2 separate regions of the Drosophila melanogaster genome follow, and region 1 is linked to region 2. Evidence: chromatin contacts called from public Hi-C data. All regions are on one chromosome and are shown on one strand. The core of a region is the stretch at or near the end of the contact, and the rest is flanking DNA. Distances in the headings are between cores, read along the strand shown. Region 1 holds the start of Apc (APC-like). Region 2 holds the start of CG10011.

What was found. Hi-C and Micro-C count contacts between places; a contact is called where the count stands out from the background.
Region 1: a contact with region 2 is called in a Hi-C map of the Kc167 cell line, with 5 times the contacts expected there. The contact joins the promoter of Apc here to the promoter of CG10011 in region 2. A contact is called at or near these places in 5 of 107 Hi-C or Micro-C datasets (the Clone 8 cell line, the Kc167 cell line, embryo and 2 more) and 1 of 6 datasets of contacts at active chromatin or transcription factors (the Kc167 cell line).

The regions. Positions count from the first base shown.
Region 1 is chr3R:28,843,336-28,846,089 of dm6, reverse strand. Apc (APC-like) reads left to right here and starts at 1,342. Exons shown (of 4, transcript NM_057804.3): 1 at 1,342-1,530. It overlaps spg (sponge), which reads right to left and starts at 790. Exons shown (of 13, transcript NM_170379.5): 1 at 681-790; 2 at 90-141. The coding sequence starts at 123.
Region 2 is chr3R:28,633,476-28,636,592 of dm6, reverse strand. CG10011 reads left to right here and starts at 1,494. Exons shown (of 6, transcript NM_143367.3): 1 at 1,494-2,217. CG9988 reads right to left here and starts at 182. Exons shown (of 3, transcript NM_143368.3): 1 at 1-182. The coding sequence starts at 170.

The DNA.
Region 1 (2,754 bases), core at 93-2,592, 210 kb before region 2:
ACAAAGGCCGCGCACGTGACGCCCAGCGGGGGGTGGTGGGTAGCTTGGAAAAGTGGGTGGCACACCGCCTACTCTTATTATTTACTCACCAACTCCGTATTTGTTGTTCGAAGGTATCCACATTTTGTCGCTGCTGCTTCGCTGCAAGTTAAGCCGAAAAAATCCAACTTAGCCGGCCACTCCTTGCATTTATAATTAATCAACGGTTTTTTGAGGAAACACCCTTTTCATCGGCAAATATCTGCATTTGAATTCGCATTTATAACGGCCAATATTTATCAACAATTTTTCGCAATAGCACACATACACACTCGTACACATCTACGCACTCAATAAAACTTTCGCTTTTGTTGTTGTCTATCTCCTTCTCTTTCTCGCACTTTATCTTGTTTAATAACTACAACTACAAGCAGAAAATACACTTGCTACATTGTTGTTGTCGCTGGAAGGCAACGATCGCGGTTCCAATTGGCAATGATTACCGCTAGGTGGAAGAAAAGGAAGTGGCTGATTGGGAAGTCTGGAAGTGGTGGCTTTGCTTTTGTTGCCTTTTTCACGGACCCGCGCACACACAAACAAGAAAATCAATACGAATTTGGGACTCCCAGCCGAACTTCCAATTGGATTTCTACACTGTGCGCAATTTAAATTGCTTGTCCCTTGGCTTCGCGAATTATTACCGTTGTTTTCTGCTGCACTTGCAACGCGTTTAATTTTCGCTATTTTTTGCGTTTTATTATTTTTCGCGTTCTCCGCTGCGCAGCTTCCCGGGCGCAGCAACAACAAATATCCGTCCGCCGCTCAGCTGTTTGAAGAACAACAACAAAATTCGGGATTCGTCGGCTTATATACGTTGCAGTGTGGCCAGTTGCTAAGCGATGGATTATTTACTATTGCATTTTTGAGGGAATTTTCATTTTAGCGGTGACGGTCACACCGGTATTTATGGTCTAGCTAAGACCCGAACCAATTCGCAGTTACAGTTTTGGAGGCACATTCATTCAATGTATTCAATAATTTAACAAACAAAACAATACCAAATCCGTTTTAATATGCAGTCCATAGCGTTGGTCTGACTCGGCCCCATTAACTCTATCCCATTTTTTTTTAAATTTTTTCTTTTAAATTAACGGTGTACGTATTACTTAACCGAGATATATAATGAATAAAATATAAGCACTAAATCTTTAAGGTTAGAAAATAAATTGCAGTATAAATATATTACGAACGAAGTAAATATTCAAGCGATATATATGATCCCAAGATATCGCTACATTCTCCCATCCCTAGCAGCTATTTCTTGTTGGTTTTTCGAATTCTCGATATAACAGTCACACTGCTCGCCGCGGTTGGTCGCAATTTTTGTTGATAAGCGGACTCGGAATTTCGGCCGCGCTGCGTATTTGTTTTGTCGCGAAACAAGCCAAGAATCCAAATAGTGGCAATATCTGTGGGCAAACAAGTGATAAAGCGGGAAATGTGTCATCTGGTGGGCGAGGAAGCTGCCGAGAAATTGTGTTTTTAGTCAAGGTACGCCAATCGGAGAATCTCTGGGTTCGTGTGTGTGTGGGAGTATAGTCGCTGACTCTTCCAATTGGAATTGTTCTTTTTGGGCCTGACAATAAAACGCAGAATGTTTACTCAATAAATGCGCACCATATACAGCTGGCGAATACAAATGTGTTTAGCTCAACTTGGAGCATGAGATACTCTTTAGTAGTTTCCTGTTCTCCTGCCGATTCCTTTTACAGGAAAAATCAATAAAGGTCCCAATCAGAACGCGACTGCGCCCTAGTGTGGGTGTGCAAAGTGCGTGCATGTGTGTGTCTATGTGTGTGAGTGCTCCTTTATCAGTTGGAAAACGCAGTGTGTTTCGTTTGTTTCGTTGTTGTTGTTTTCGTTTTAGTTTTCCAACAGCTGCAAGTGATTGTGGCACGCCTAATTGATAACTATTTTCGAGCACTTCCATTCAACTTCACCTCAGCATAATTAATCACCGCATTAAGGAAAATACGTTAATATCGGCACGCTCGATTGTCTTACATGCCCACAAACATGGGAGAAAAGGAAAACACAATTCCACACTGCATGCGCTCGTATTTAGTTTCCCTTTTACTTTTCTACAATTTACATAATCATCATCTCGCGGCGGCAAAGACACAAAACAACCGGGCAGCAAAACAAAAGTGGCGTTCATTAAACCAGCTCATAAATGCACACACAGAAATCATAAGTACATACATATGTACATATGTACAGTAGTTAGTATGTAGTTTCATTATTTAATGTTTTTGCGTACATTTCCCTGTGGTTTGATGGCTCGCGGTGTCATCATCTTTACCGCTTTTCCTTCCCCCGCAAATCTTCCATTCTTTTTTCTTTGATAATTCTGCCGCGAATATTTCGTATGCAAAATGTGTGCCAAGCCAAAAAACCGCACAGTGGGTGGGATGGGGCGATGTGGTGGCAAAATTGGTTATTAGCTTAATGGGAATTCACTTATTGGAGAAATATTTTTTATTTTTGCTATTCCCTTCTAATTGTAATTGTAATTGTACCATTTTTAGGGGAGGGTGTGACGAAAACCACCCTTCAGATCATCAATCTGCCAAAAAAAATATTTCCCTCTTTCAAATATTTCAACCTAGTATTCATTTTATCACAACAAATTACACTTTCCAAATTAGGTATTCATATGTCGGTTTAAAATAACTTTTAAGACCTTACCCTCTATAAGGTGATGAAGCTTTATCT
Region 2 (3,117 bases), core at 245-2,744:
TTTCGATCTTCTTCAGCAGGAGGAATGTCGGAATTTGTGTCATCCGATCCTGTGACTTCTGAAACTCTGGGCTTAGTATTTGCATTTTGGGTTTTGATGCCGAGAATTACGATTATTGCAATTAGGCAGAAGCAGAGCCATTTATGAATTGGTTTTAATAGGGTTATCATGACTGTTTAGCAGCCAACGATAGCTACACACAAACTGTTCAGACCATCCGGAATGTCTTGCCATTAAGAGAGCCGTTATATTCTCTTATCGCTATACCGTTAAGGAAATTAAATATGTTTCAATTTTTTAAAACAACTTTTAAGGTACGGAAACGTTAATTTATTAATTGGTGAATGCTGCCAGTGAAAGTAAGAACGCTACATTTCATTATTTTTCTGGCATATCGATAGATATTGGAGACTACATATAATGAGAAAAATGGGAGGTTTTTGGTGTTAGAGTGGCAAGAAGTTTTTTTTATCAAACCGATGGAAATTATGAAAAGTTTTTTTTTATCAAGCCGATAGAAATTATAAAAGATTATATAGTCGGATTATGTAGTGTTACTTAGTTTTCAACGAATCTAGTATATCATTACTCCGTTATTCCTAAGACGGCGGCTGCTGCTGTGCATCCTATGCACTTCTATGTCGCCTGGATGTGACGCCATACAACAGACGGTAACACCAAGCTGATCGAGTGTGGATCGGCAGATAAAGCTGACGGGAATCTATGATAAGATTCGGGCCCCCACATCTTAAACAAAAAAAATAACTCCTAGATGGCGACACCATCACCATACGACATTCGGTCAACTACAAGCGAATATATTTTATATTTTACACTATCTTTACTACGCTTTCAAAGAACTCTGTGATTTAAGCGATATGCTTCTGTACAAATTTTTACAATCACTGCTAGAATTTAAGCCCTACACCTGGTTAGTCAAATAAAATATGGAGTGTGTCATTGCTAAAACGGGAAACATTGGGGAAATTCTGTTTAAATGTAGATACATACAAAAAAACTGAATATTACGAACTACATTTAATACAAATCTACAATTTGTCAACATTAATGTCCAAATACGAAAAAAAAGTCGTTGTTTATAAGATAATTTAAGATAAGATAATTTATAATTTATAAGATTCAAAATAACTTAGCTTAACTTTTTCAAACAGCGAATGAAACCACCTTAGCCGAGTTGCCCTTCGCCTAGCGGAGTTCGACACCAACCATAGAGCACTGCTTACACAGGAGACTATTTATAAAATGATCGCACCCCGGGATATTTATTCTTTTTCTTTGCATTTAATTAGAATATTGAAACACATTTTAAACCTAAATAAAGAAGTGTGACATCTTGCTTAGTGGCCCAGTGCAAACGGTTATCGATAGCTCGCAGTAGTGTGAATACTCTGCGAACGCGATTTTGAGCTCGGGAGAATATCTGGATTTTTTAGGGCATTCAGTTGCGCATTTGGGGGATTTTCGTTATAACTGCAGCAAACACCCTGCGCGTTTCGATTCGATTGGTTCTTGAAATGGTAAAATGCGGCTGGGCCGTCGAAAAAATTGAGAAAAATAAATCGCGTCGAGTGTGGGACGCGAACGGAATCGCTGTGAAAATACCGAGTTAAATGTGCGTGATCGAAACTTTCCTCCGAAAAGGATCTGCAATCGAAACGGAAGGGAAAACGCAGAGCAAGACATCCTTGCCCACGCAGGATAGCTGTGTGAAGAAGACGCGACGATAGGCCAAGAGGGAGGGGGAGCACAAACAGGATAAGCAGTGGCAGAAGAAGAAGCAGAAGGCGGAGCCGCATCTGCCGCAGTCAAAACAAGAGAGGAAGTGGAACAAAAGCGAGATAAAAGTGCATTCAGCTGGGGGAAATGTGAAATGTGAACGATGTTGCAACGTCGCGCTGCTTGCATCGCCAAGTAAAAGCAGAGTCAGAGGAAAAGCAAAACCAAAGCAAAGCCAGAACAAACAAAATACACAAAGTGAGAGAGGAGAGAAAGAGAGCGGTAGTGTTTGGTGTATCTGTGTGTAGTGCGTTCGCGTGTGCGCTTGTGTGTGTGCGTGTTACTTTGCTCACAACAAATTATCGTTTAATTTGCTTCGATTTTGCGACAACAACAAGCAGTGCGAAAGGGGATGTCCTTTCCACCACCACCACTATCACCACCGCCTGCTCCCTAAGGTCATAGGTCACCAGCCAGGAGGTGAGTAAATCAAGTTGTTTGAATTTTGTTACCCAAAACTCTTTTGCACCTAACGATAACAAACTGAAAGCCGCGTAGGAAACGAATGCCAAATTTAACCAAAATAATAAAACACGTTTGCCAACGCCAGCAGCGGCGACAACAACAGCAACAACCCATGTCCAATTAAAGTTGCAGTAGGGAAAAAAAGAATGAAAAAAAAAAACCGGCATGCCGGCTGCTGCAATTCAGAGCTGCTCAAAGTTAAACGAGCCAAGTAACAGCAGAAACAACAAAAACCGCACACCAGCCACAGTGGAACCTTACAAAGTCGTCTTAAAACCTTAGATCGTATCCAAAAGTTACACCTTTACATCTGAAGATACATCCTGAGATTAGTATATATCTGGAAAAACAATTTGGCTTTCAAAAAACATTAGAAAAGAAAATTCTGTTAAAATTTGTAATTGGGTAATGCATATTCGAAAACTTTTTCTCAGTTCTTAACTTAGTTAAGTCAGATTATTTTTTATTTAATCTCAAAACAGCTCGGGTTACACAGGTACCACTGTGCAAAGGGTACACAAATCGCGTGAGTGGTTGGTGCCTCTTTGTGGGTGTGAGTGTGTTTTGGTTAGCAATACTACACCAACTCGCGGCGCACTTTAAATATTTTGCCCAACTACACAGAGAATTGTGCTTGGGCTGCGGTTTTTTCTGAGCCGCCAACTTTTTGAAATGAAAATAATCATAATCAAGGGCTGGGCGCAGAAGTGGGAGGCTTTCAACAATGCCACACCCACTCGAATCCCCCAGCACAAACAGTTACTTCGTTTTTTTTTTCTCTTTTTCTCTGGAAAGCCAGAATGTATGAATGAGTTAATCAGAGAGCAGAGGCAAAGCGCCAAAAGGCAACAGTCA